Regions from separate parts of the Oryctolagus cuniculus genome. Here region 1 is linked to region 2. A link is a contact called in public Hi-C data. All regions are on one chromosome and are shown on one strand. Each heading gives the region's core, a stretch centred on a gene start, on an enhancer-like site or on the middle of the called end of the contact. The rest is flanking DNA. Distances are from core to core; before and after follow the strand shown. Region 1 holds the start of MYOZ1 (myozenin 1). Region 2 overlaps USP54 (ubiquitin specific peptidase 54).

What was found. A called contact is a pair of places that touch in the nucleus more often than the background predicts.
Region 1: a Hi-C map of psoas muscle shows a contact between it and region 2, with 3 times the contacts expected there. The contact joins the promoter of MYOZ1 here to the enhancer-like site in region 2. A contact is called at or near these places in 3 of 6 Hi-C or Micro-C datasets (embryonic fibroblasts, psoas muscle and skin fibroblasts).

Annotation. Positions count from the first base shown.
Region 1 is chr15:64,760,526-64,766,742 of mOryCun1.1, reverse strand. MYOZ1 (myozenin 1) reads left to right here and starts at 4,217. Exons shown (of 7, transcript NM_001082215.1): 1 at 4,217-4,289; 2 at 4,812-4,990. The coding sequence starts at 4,217. All of the region lies in intron 1 of LOC138845381 (a long non-coding RNA gene), which reads right to left.
Region 2 is chr15:64,668,217-64,674,551 of mOryCun1.1, reverse strand. All of the region lies in intron 3 of USP54 (ubiquitin specific peptidase 54), which reads left to right. Among named protein-coding and RNA genes, the nearest start is that of PPP3CB, 69 kb to the right of the region's middle. Within about 2 kb of position 4,036, at least 2 of the 8 cell types and tissues checked have an H3K27ac peak or open chromatin away from gene starts, as enhancers often do.

The sequences.
Region 1 (6,217 bases), core at 2,968-5,467, 92 kb before region 2:
ATTTCTGAGAATTCCAAAAGGGCCCAGAGACCATTTGCTAAATAAAATAGCCTATATTAACCCACTCAGTAGTTTTACATACTCATTCACAGTAGATCCAACCTTCAGTGCATTTTTGAGGAGAGGGTGAGAGTGATGATGCAATCACCTTCTGCTGTTTAAAAAAAAATTTAGGGGCACGGCGCTGTTGTGCAGCAGGTTAACGCCTGACCTGAAGCACCAGCATCCCATATGGGTGCCGGTTCTAGTCCCAGGTGCTCTTCTTCAGTTTGAGCTCTCTGCTGCACCCATGTGGGAGACCCAGAAGAAGCTCCTGGCTCCTGGCTTCAGATTGGTGCAGCTCCGGCCATGGTGGCCAATTGGGGAGTGAACCATCAGATGGAAGACCTCTCTCTCTCTCTCTCTCTCTCTCTCTGTGTGTGTAACTCTGACTTTCAAATAAATAAATAAATCTTCCAAAAATTTTTTTAAAAAATTTAAATATCTGAGAAGCAGAGAGTGAGAGACAGAGAGAGAGAGAATCACCATTGTCTGATCCACTCCTCAAATGACTACAAAGTCTGGGGTGGGGTGGGGCAATGCAAGGAACAGGGAACACAATTCAGGAACCCAATTACTTGAGTCATCACTGCTTCCTCCCAAGAGCTGCATTAGCAGGAACTGGAGTCTAGAGCCAGAGGCAGGTTTGAAACTCAGGGACTCCAATGTGGGATGTGAGCATCTTAACCACTAGGCTAAATGCCAGCTCCCTTTTTTTTCTTTTAATTATTTGAAAGGCAGACAGATACAGAGGCAGAGGCACAGCGAGAGAGAGAAGTCTCCCATCTGGTGGTTTACTCCCCAAATGGCTACAATGGTTGGAGCTGGGCTGATCTGAAGCCAGGAGCCAGGGTGCTTCTTCCAAGTCTCCCACATAGGTGCAGGGTCCCAATGAATTGGGCCGTTTTCTACTGCTTTCCCAGGCCATACCAGAGAGCTGGATCAGAAGTGAAACAGCTGGGACTTGAACTAGCGCCAAAGTTGGGATGCTGGCACTGCGGGCAGCGGCTTTACCTGCTGTGCCACAGCGCCATACCCCTGCCCTTTTTTTCCCTTCTAATTGCTCCCTTAGATTGAGAGGAAATGGAGAAGGAGGACAAAAGATGAGGGGTCTATAGACATAATGGGTCTGGGCAGAGGCCAGCTGGAGGTGGGGTAGCTTTCAGCCGCTAGTCTTCCTATGAACAGGACACAGGAGACGGGCATAGATAGGAAGAATAGTGAGCTCACACAGGGACAATGGGTATTCTGGAAACTGTTAAAAGCCAATTCCTAAGGCAGCTGCACTGGGGTGGTGGTGGCTGCAGCAGATGAACAGCAGAGCTGGTTCCAGAACCTGAGCAGGAGGTGGAGGAAGATCCAGCCTGTTCATGCACTTACTGAGCAAGGGGTTAGGCAAATGATAGACTTCTCCCAAGGGGACTTTCAACACTGTGCTCCTACCTAGAGGTTCCTTTCAAACAGTGTGAATGGGATGGCCCAGATCCCATTTGAAGAAAATCTCAAGTAGGAACCTCAGAGAGCCTAAATGTGCTTTTATTATATCTATCCTGCATATGCATAGCAGGCTGAACTGAGTACTCCAACAGCAAATGACTGTTAAAGAAAGATCAGTGGGGCCAGCGCTGTACATAGCAGTTAAAGCCACCGCTTCAAGTGCTGGCATCCCATATGGGTGCCGGTTTGTGTCCTGGCTTCTCCACTTCCAATCTAGTTCTCTGCTATGGCCTGAGAAAGCAGTGGAAGATGGCCCAAGCCCTTGGGCCCCTTGGGCTCCTGCACCCATGTGGGAGACCCAGAGGAGGCTCCTGGTTTCGGATCTGCCCAGCTCTGGCAACTGCAGCCATTTGGGGAGCAAACTAGCAGATGGAAGACCTCTCTCTGTCTCTGCCTCTCTGTAATTCTGCCTTTCAAATAAATAAATAAATCTTTTAAATAAATAAATAAATAAATAAATAAAGGAAGATCTGCATGTTCACTTGTTCTTAAACCTGCCAGAGTTTAAGAGGAAAGAAAGAAATAAAGTAAAGCAGACAAGAATTACTGGACAAGTCTTCCCCACATCACCCCTGGCTGCGTAGAAAGCACCGAGTTTGGTTAATTTTGTCTCTGATCCTGCCAAGATCCAATCTCACAGAGAAAGACCAAGCAATCCAGGAACTTTAAAAGAGCGGTTCTGTTGTGAAGACTCCTTATCAGACATAGTGCCTTAAACCCTCCCATTCCCCAGTACACCCACAGGTCCCTCTGGCTCAGACCTGGATTGGCTCCCAGTGGCCATCAGAGCATGTTCTCTAGGTTCTGTCTCTCTTGCACTCTGAATTCCTATCCGCCACTTGCTGCCTGCTTCCTCTCTCCCTCTTAGTCTTCAGTTTCTCCCGGAAGGTGTTTTTGGATCTCAGACTCCAGGGCAAAGAGAAAGGGAGTCCCTGGACAGTCTGAACCCTGGCTCAGACAGCTCTAGGGGAGAATCCCAAAGGCCTTTCCTCCTTTCCTGAGCCTCTGGGCAGGGAGGGCAGGATCCTGGTTCCAGGGTCTCAGTGCCCCCTGTGCCATTTGAGCTGCCTGCACTCATCATCTCTATTAATAAACACCCTCCCTCCCCCACTGCCAGTGCTGCCCCCACGCCTGCCCAGCTCATGTTCTCCGGTCACAGCAGCTCAGTCCTCCAAAGCTGCTGGACCCCAGGGAGAGCTGACCACCGCCTGAGCAACTGGTAAGTCTCCAGGTCTCCAGCTACAGGGTCTGGAGCCCACTCTGTTGACTTCCGTTTCTTTATGCAATTATGATTCTTGATCTGGGGGGTGTGGCCTCCCTTCTTTATTACCCTTGGCTCCCAGCTGTCCAGGTCTGGGGAGCCACAGAGTGTTGGAAGGAGAACGGCCAAGGAGGTTGGGGGAAATGGAGATGTTGCGGGAGGCACTAGAGGAATGGGAAGCAGATATGAGGCCCCACTACGCCAGCAGAGTTGCAGATGTGTTTGTGAGACAGGATTCAGAAGAAGACCACATTTCACCAAGTGCCAATTTTTAGTTAGATAAGTTGGAGTCTATCTTATCTCAACTTGTTCCTCTCCATTGCCAGATGCTGTTACCATGTTCCTGTCTCCCCTCAGTTCCCACTGCCATGATATTGCTGAATTGACATGTGTCAGGGTTCAAATGTCTTCTGGCTTCTCCCTCCACTGCAGCTCTGGGGTCCGGGGTGGGGGTGGGGGGTTGTGACTGAAGGGACAAGCTGCATAGCCATGACCTCCCAGGCCATGTTCCAGCTGGCCCAGTGGTAGAACAACAACCTCTCCTTCTTATGGAGAATGTTTTTGGCTGAATCTCATCAACCCTGGCAGAACATTTCTCTAACCTCCAGGGGCTTGGGGTAAGAATGAGGAGAGACCAGAGCCTGGATTCATCGTCCTAGTCTGTTATCCCATTGCAAATGAAAACTTCAAGTCATGCCAAGCCAATGAATCCTGGGTGCATTGCCCTGCCTGCTTTCCTGTTGTTTTTTAAATATTCACACCCTTAGTTTTGTTCCTATTCCCTGCATCAGCTCTATGGTAAACAGCACACTGGAGGTTGGTAGAAAATAAAGACAAGGGGTGCATCTATACTTCCTGCCCTCCTTCCCAAGAAAAGAGAAACCCCAAAGCAGTGGATTTTCACCTTTGGGGCATAGATGACTTCTTTGAAAATCTGATGAAATTTTGTCCCCTGAAGCCCTTAGCCTCAGGTAAAGAAGTACTTCCCGGGGCTGGTGCTGTGGTGTAGTAGGTTAAGCCTCCACCTGTAGTGCCATCATCCCGTATGGGAACCCATTCGTGTCCTGGCTGCTCCTCTTCTGATTCAGCTCTCTGCTTATGACTTGGAAAAGCAATAGAAGATAACCCAGGTGCTTGGGCCCCTGCACTAGTATGAGAGACCTGGAGGAAGCTCCTGGCTCCTGGCTTCAGATCAGCTCAACTCTGGCCATTGGGGCCATTTGGAGACTGAACCAGTGGATGGAAGACCTCTCTTTCCATCTTTCTTCTGTCCGTCTGTAATTCTACCTCTAAAATAAGTAAATAAAATCTAAAAAAAAAAAAAAAAAGTACTGCCATACTGCAGACACTTGGTTTTGTCAGTCTCCGTCCATCCTCCAACTATTTTTCCCTTCCACCCAGATCGAGTCCACCTCCACAATGCCGCTCTCAGGAACCCCTGCCCCTAACAAGAAGAGGAAATCCAGCAAGCTGATCATGGAACTCACTGGAGGTAGGGGACATTTGCATGTACCCAGTGTGGGACTTCTTATTTAGAGTATCTTTGCCCCAAGGGTCCCAGAAATATAAAGTTATATAGGTTTGAGGGTGAACAGACAGGAGGAACTCCAGTTGGGATGGGAGAAGGAAAATTCTGTATTGACAGCTGCCTACTCTACCAAGGTCTGGCCCCTGGACTTTTCCCCATGCCCTAGTTTCTCCAATGGTCTCTTTCTAGGATGCTCCTTTACCTCTTTACACTGCACCCCAAACCCATGCCCCTTTGACCTCAAACACCCTTTCACTCTAGTATCCCCACTCTCTTCAGTCTCATGCATGCTCTCCAATTCTGAACCCAGGAAGTCAAAATGTCCCATAAACTAGAGAGTTTGGTCTGGCATCACAGAGAGCAGCTGCTCCCCTAAATGATCTCTGCAGGACAAACACACTCAGTTGTGGATAAAGTCTGCCTTCTGAGGTCAGAAAACCCCACCTTACTCTTTCCCTTGCTTCTTCCTCCCTACCTCTCTGAAAGGTGGACAAGAGAGCTCAGGCCTGAATCTGGGTAAGAAGATCAGTGTCCCACGGGATGTAATGTTGGAGGAGCTGTCGCTGCTCACCAACCGGGGCTCCAAGATGTTCAAACTGCGGCAGATGCGAGTGGAGAAATTCATCTATGAGAACCATCCTGATGTTTTCTCTGACAGCTCAATGGTGCGTTTGGAACTTCACCACTCTTTCAAAGCCTAATGCCTTTTCTGACAGTTTCTTGGCAGGCTCTGAACCTCCAAAATACCATCAACCTCCGCTCCCTGAGAATTTATAAGCTCATTAACCCCCCAGATATATTAAGCCCCCAACAGCTACAGGGTGTTACAGCCCATCTCTGAAACTGAAGTCTCCATCTGAAAGTCAGTGAAGGGGTGGGGAGTACCACACCCTCAGGGAGAAAATTCCTTCCCAGTATGGGTAAGTGTTAAAGATAGGGTTGCCAGATGAAACACAAAACACCCAGCCTTGTATTTTGAAGTAAAAATAAACAATGAATAATTTTTTAGTAAAATATGCCTTGTGCAAATTTTGGACATAAAAATCAAATTTAAATTTAAGATTAAAATACAGGCTGCCCAGTTAAATTTGAGCTTCAAATTTATGCAAACAGTACTTTTTTACATATGTATGTCCCATGCAATATTTAGGGCATATTTATACTAAAAACAAATACACAGTATTTGTTGTGTATCTGAAATTCAAATTTAAGTGATGTCCTGCAATTTTGTTTATGAAATCTGGCAACCCTAGAAGGAGTTATGTGAGTTTTTACAGGAATGTCTTCTTAAGTTATTTTATTTAAAGGGTCAGTCTCTTCTCTAGATGCTTTAAGATCCTACATCTCCTAGTCAGGCCCCTTTTCCAGAGAAAGAGAAGAAGGGATTGGAGAGGGGCCAGGCACAGGATGTGACAGCTGAGCAGGAAGGGGCCTTTCTCCATTTCCTTTCTTCATACTCCACCATCTCTGCATGGCTGGAGGAGGGTGGAAATCAATTCCTACATGGATGGAGCCAGGGGCAGGAGTGTCTGTCACTGGCCCAATGCAGGAGCAGAGTAAAAGTGCTGAGTCGGCTATACCTAACTTTAGGGAGGCTGAAATCCCTCCTCTCTGCCTGGGTCTGGTTACACTGGGTGGAGCATGGGGGTGTATGTGGTGAGGTGGACAGGAGAGTCTCCTGAAGGAGTTGGCGAGGCTATTTTTGGGTTTTGGGGCTGAAGCCAGTGTTGCCCTTTAGGCTACCCTTCCCCCCACCTGCTACCCTTTCCCTGTTAAGAAGTCTTGCTTCAACAGGCACCAAGAGAAAGGGAAAGAGGGAGGGGGGAAGGGGAGGGTGAGGCAGAGAGACAGTGAGAGAGAAAAGAGAGTTCTAACTGTTGGACAAGCAAAGA
Region 2 (6,335 bases), core at 2,787-5,286:
ATTACTGGCGTCATAAATAGGAGTGTCAATTGTTAAATCAACAACAGGAGTCACTGTGCACTTGCTCCCCTTGTAGGACCTCTGTCCTAACTAATCTTCAAACAGTACTTTATACTTTGTGTATCTGTGTGGGTGTAGACCATTGACATCTTTACTCAGTATAAAGTTGATCTTCTTTATATAGGGATAATTAAAAATGAATCTTAATGAAGAATGGGATGGGAGAGGGTTGTAGGAGATGGGATGGTTTGTGGGTGGGAGGGTGGTTATGGGGGGAAGAACCTCTATAATCCAAAAGTTGTACTTTTGAAATTTATATTTATTAAATAAAAGTTTTCTATAAAAAAAAAAGAATTGACCATTCAAGATTGGTGGGGCTTCCTATTTTTTTTTTAACATTTATTTTATTGAGTTGAAAGATGGAGTTACAGAGTGAAGTAGAGACAGAGAGAGAGGTCTTCCACCCACTGGTTCATTCCCCAAATGGCCACAATGGCTGGAGCTGAGAGCCGATCCAAAGACAGGAGCCAGGAGCCTTATCCAGGACCCACATGTGGGTGCAGAGGCCGAAGGACCTGGGCCGTCCTCTGTTGCTTTCCCAGGAACATTAGCAGGGAGCTGGATTGGAAATGGAGCAGCTGGGACCAGACATGGCACTCATATGCAATGCTGGCGCTGTAGGCTGGGGCTTTAACCTCCTATGCCACAGAGCTGGCCATTGTTGAGTTTTTTAAGTTGCTGATATATTTGTGATATTAATCCTTTGTCACATAGGTGGTTTGCAAATATGTTTCCCGTTCTGTAAGGTATCTCTTCACTCGGTTGATCATTTCCTTTGCTGTGCAAAAGCTTCATTTATTTAGTTACACTTTTGTTGCCTGTGCTTTGGGAATCTTGTCCAAGAAGTCATACCCTGTGCCATTATCTTGGAGTGTTTCCCCTATGTTTTCTTCCAGCAACTTCATAGTCTCAGGTCTTAAATATGGGTCTTTGATCCATCTTGAATTGACTTTTGCAAATGGTGAGACATATGGATCTAATTCCATTCTTCTACATATATAAATCCAGTTTTGCCCAGCACCGTGTATTGAAGAGCCTATCCTTACTCCACTGTATGGTCTGAGCACTTTTGTCAAAAACCCGTACGGTAGGGTAGGCACTGTGGCATAGCAGGTAAATCTGCCACCTGCAGTGCCAGCATCCCATATGGATGCCAGTTCAAGTCCCGGCTGCTTCACTTCTGAACCAGCTCTCTGCTATGGCCTGTGAAAGCAGTGGAGGATGGCCCAAGTCCTTGGGCCCCTGCGCCTGCATGAGAGACCCGAAGGAAGGTCCTGATTCCTGACTTTGTATCAGCGCAGCTGTGGCCGTTGCAGCCATTTGGAGAGTGAACCAATGAATGGAAGACCTGTCTCTCTCTCTCTGCCTCTGCCTCTCTATAACTCTGCCTTTTAAATAAATAGATGGATAAATCTTAAAAAAAAAAAAATCAGTAGGCAATATGTTCAACATTAATTTTTTTAAAAGATTTATTTATTTGAACATCTGAGTTATATATAGAGAGGGAGAGATAAATCTTTTTTGTTTGTTTTTTTATAAGTTTATTTATTTGAAAGGCTGAATTACAGAGAGGCAGAGGCAGAGAGAGAGAGAGAGAGGTCTTCCATCCTTGGTTCACTCCCCAGATGGCTGCAATAGCCAGAGCTGGGCTGATCCGAAGCCAGTAACCAGGAGCTTCTTCCGGGTCTCCCATTTGGGTGCAGGGGCCCAAGGACTTGGGCATCTTCTGCTTCTCTCCCAGACCATAGCAGAGAGTTCTCATATGGGATGCCAGCACTGCAGACGGTAGCTTTACCTCCACTATACTACAGTGCTGGCCCTGACAGATCTTCTAACATCTGCTGCCCCACCCTCCGCCACTGCCTCCCTAGATGGCTGCAACAGTCAGAGCTGAGTCAGGCTGAAGCCAGGAGCCAGGAGCCAGGAGACTCCTTTAGGTCTCTCATGTGAATGCAGGGATCCAAACACTTGGACTTCTGCTGCTTTTCTCAGGTAGTCAGCAGGGAGCTGGATCATAAGTGGAACAGCTGGGACATGAACCAGTGCCCACATGGGATGCCAACATTGCAGATGGTGACATTACCTACTAGGCCACAACACCACACCTCAACATTATTTTATGATTCCCCGCTAAAAGCAATGCCCCAGAATGTGGCTCATCTCTGTCTTTTGTGCATTGTCTGGGAGTCTTGGTGTTTCTGTCTCTGTCTTTGTGTGTATGTGGAATTGTGTTTTGTATAGATAGTGGGAAAGAGTGTAATAGGTAGGTTATGACGGTCTTAAACCCCACAACTACAAATGCAAAATACAGGGTTATGAATCAAATGCAAATAAACCCTTGGACTCTTGGGGGAGATATGGTACTTATAACCGAATTTAGATTAAATGGACTAATATAGGATATATGAATACTTTTCTAACTAGGAAGCCCAATAGGTAGTGGTTTTTAGACATAAGTTTAGAGAATCCCAAGGGAGAAACTACCCAGCTGTTCTCTGCCTTCCCCAAAGTTGGATGAAGTTCCTATTATACTGACTAGATGTTTGATGATATTAAGTAATTTTTGTTTACCTTTTTTAGGTGTGTTGACAATGTTGTTATGTTTTAAATAAAAAGTTCTCTGTTTAACAGATGTATTCTGAAATATGTACAAATGAAAAATGTCTACATGAGTTTCAAAATGCTCTAAGAGTGGGGCAGTTGGTGAGGTTGGCCATGGGTGGATAATTGTTGAAACTGGATGATGGATAGTTGGGAGTTTATTATGCTAGTCTGTCTACTCTTTGTACATTTGGAATTTTCTACAATAAAATATTAAGAATCCTTTGTTATTATTTTGAGTACCAAGGGGTAAATTTGCATATTTTTTTGCCACAATATTCTTTTGAACACACAAAACCAGTGAAATTTCTGTTTTCTGGAAGTCAGTATCCTTAAGGACTAGTCCTGTATCTTATTTCCAGAGCATTATGTTTACAAACAGGCTAGATTGGCCACATTTAGGTTCTATGATTTCCCAGGAGGTGTAGAGAAAGGAGTGATCATGAGAAAAAGGATGATTTGGGAAGCCCAGATAAAGAAGGAAACCAGAGGAGTTGAGTTAGTGGCAAGGTGGAAACTGTGTCTCGCCTTTGCAGAAGATAATGTTGGATCCCCCTCAGTGATGGGTTAGACTGCTGACTGGGGCACTTTCCAAAGACTTTGGATCCACAAAGCACCAAAATTAGTCACTGCCTTTCTCCTAAATCCACACCTTCTCTACTCTACTCTTGAGTTCTTTTAGATGTAAAACTAGGAAATCTCAAGAGAGAAACAAACAACTGTTCCCTGCCTAGAGACAAAAGCCTGTGTTTCAGTGGAAAAAGCTTGGGCAACAGCTGCATTTGTAGCAGCCAGAGCACAAAGATTTTCTGTCTTTATGGCACTTCTGTCGTATTTACATGGTTTTTACTAATCCAAATAATTATGTGTTCATGTGGATAGAATTGTTTGCTACTTGATCCAAGAGAGCCGGGTGGGGAATCACCTGCTTTTAGTCATTAGAGTCTTGTTGCTTTTGTACTGTATCCAAGAAAATAGTTAACAGACAAAAAATAATTGCCTTTTCCTGAGAAGAAAAGGAAGACCTCTTTGGTTTCACCCTGTGAAGAAGATCAAAGAGAAACCTCAAAGGTGGGTTTTCTTTTCTTGTTGAAATGGAACTGTCAGGGACCCCACAGGGGTTTAGTCTCCCTACCCTTTCTCCCTCCCTGCCATAGAACTCAGCGATTGGAAGAATACCAGTTTTTGTTCCTTATTGGTGCTGCCACCTGTTCTTACTGCTGAACTAAATGTTCTTGGCTTTCTTTGGTGAGAACAGGATCTCCCTCTGGGAAAGGTGGGAGGAGGGTGAAAAAGGGAACAGGGGGAGGCCGGTTCCAGCCCCTGTGCTCATGTGAGAGGGACACACAGTGGTTAGTGTGCTGCCTTAACAGAGGGGCTTTGTGCTGCAGCTTCTTCCGGAGCTGCAGCTTCCCAGATGCGTGCTGGCAGGCTCAGGCTGCTTCATCCCTCGTACACTTGCTTCTTCCTAACAATAGCAGAGCAAGACAACAATAATTAAAGTAAGAAAATAAAGGAGATGCAGCCAGAGGCTATTCAGAATGTACTCAGATACTTTGTGTATTTGGAGAAGACTGCTTATAATAGATGGAAAAAGAATATTGCATGGAAACAGTGAAACCACTGAAAGCAACAGCCAGAACTGTTTGTTGCAGACCCATTGTGGGTGCAGGCAGAACTCTGACCTGAGACTTTTTCCTTTGTCTGTCCATGAAACCCTTGTTATATCTAGGTCAGGGGAAACCGGCCTCCCTTGAATGGGAGCAGCTGAATAGAGAAGTTTGGTTCTTCCTACTCAGGTCTCAGAGACCCCAGAAGTAGCCCAAGATAGAAGCATCTGACTCTGGGCCCGTCTTCACCACAGAACCCTGGCATAAAGCCTCTTTAGTAACATAAAATGACTCCAGATACAATAACATAATAACCTAAAACGTGGATAGTACCTATCATGCTGCCAGGTATTGATCCAAGATAGATATTTGAGATACTTCAAAAGGTCCATGGAAAAATGGAACTAAAAGATAAGTTTTTGTGTGCAACTAAAGTTTGAAATCTATGTAGTAATTTTTTCATAATACATGTTTCCATGAACTTTTTGAAGTTTGAACCTAGTCAGTTTGGCTCTGGAGTTTATGTTCTTAGCTATTACACTATGCCATCTCCTAGTGGAGCCCTGTCCTTTCTCAGAGTCATTTGAATCATAGGACATAGCCAAGTGATCTGAGAAAATTCAGTGGTTTGAATTACTTGTTTCTATTAAAAGTTTCCTCATCAGCGTCTCTGACTTGGGCTGTACAGAAGAAAGGTATCACCATATATACAAATTGTAACTTTACAAAGGATGCCGATTTTTTTTTTTTTTTATAAATCTAAGGGTGCTTGGGGATTCTTTAAACTTTGTGTAATAAACTACTTTTTAGTAAAGAAAAAAAAAAAGTAATGGGATTGATTACATTTGTTTTTCTCCCTAAGATGGTGTATGACTACTGCTATGTATCAAAAGTAGGTTATTCATTAGGAACAGTGGATGCCTTGGAGTACTAGGAAGCCCAGTTAAGGGGAATAAATTAGTCAAAGTTTGAAAATATCAAATTTGTACAGAAATATCCTGAAAATAATTTCTTTTTTAATATTTATTTTACTTACTTGAAAGAGTTACAGAGAGCGGTAGAGAGAGAGAGAGAGAGAGGGAGGGAGAGAGAGAGAGAGAGAGAGAGAGAGGTCTTCCACCCACTGGTTCACTCCCCAAATGGCCGCAATGGCCGGTGCTGAGCCGATCCAAAGCTGGGAGCCAGGAGCTTCTTCCAGGCAGGTCTCTGATGTGAATACAGGGGCCCAAGAACTTGGGCCATCCTCTGCTGCTTTCCTGGGCAATTAGCAGGGAACTGGATAGGAAGTGGAGTAGCTGGGATTTGAACTGGTGCCCATATAAGATGCTGGTGCTGCAGGCAGGGCTTTAACCACTATGCCATGGTGCTGGCCCTAGAAATAATTTCTCATTGGTTTGTTTTTAGACAAAGTTTTGGACTCTTGAAAAAACGACTAAACCAAGTACTTAGTTCTCTGCTAGTTATGTGAAAAACCCAGGTGGAGTTCTGGTTCCTGGCTTCAGCTGCTTTAGCCCTGGCTGTTGTAGACATTTGGGGAATGAAAGGGTGAAAGAGCTCTCTTGCCATCTGTGTCTCACTCTTTCTCTGTCACTCTGCCTTTCAAATACATAAATCTTAAAAATTTAAAAAGAGAGGAAACTCAATAATATCTTCCTTAGTAAGATCTATCCATTCCACACCATTCATTCATTCATTGATTCAAAAATATCATTTGTTGACCCTTTATATTCCAGTACCATTCTAAGTGCTAAGAGGTAGTAGGGAGTAAAGGGTTAAAAATTTGTGGCCTCATACAAATTTGTGTGCTTATATTCTAGAGAGTAGAATCTGATAAGTAAAATACATGGTAAGGGGGTCCACATAGTGGCAAACAGTAGGTTAAGTGGCCTCCTGCTATGCCAGCATGAGTGCTGATTTCAACCCTGGCTGCTCTTCCTCAGATCTGGCTCCCTCCTAGTGTGCCTGGGAGAGCAGTGGAAGATGACCCAAGTGCTTGGGTTCCTGCCATCCATGTGGGAGACCTGGATGGAGTTCCTGGTTCCTGGCTTTGGTCTAGCCCAGCCC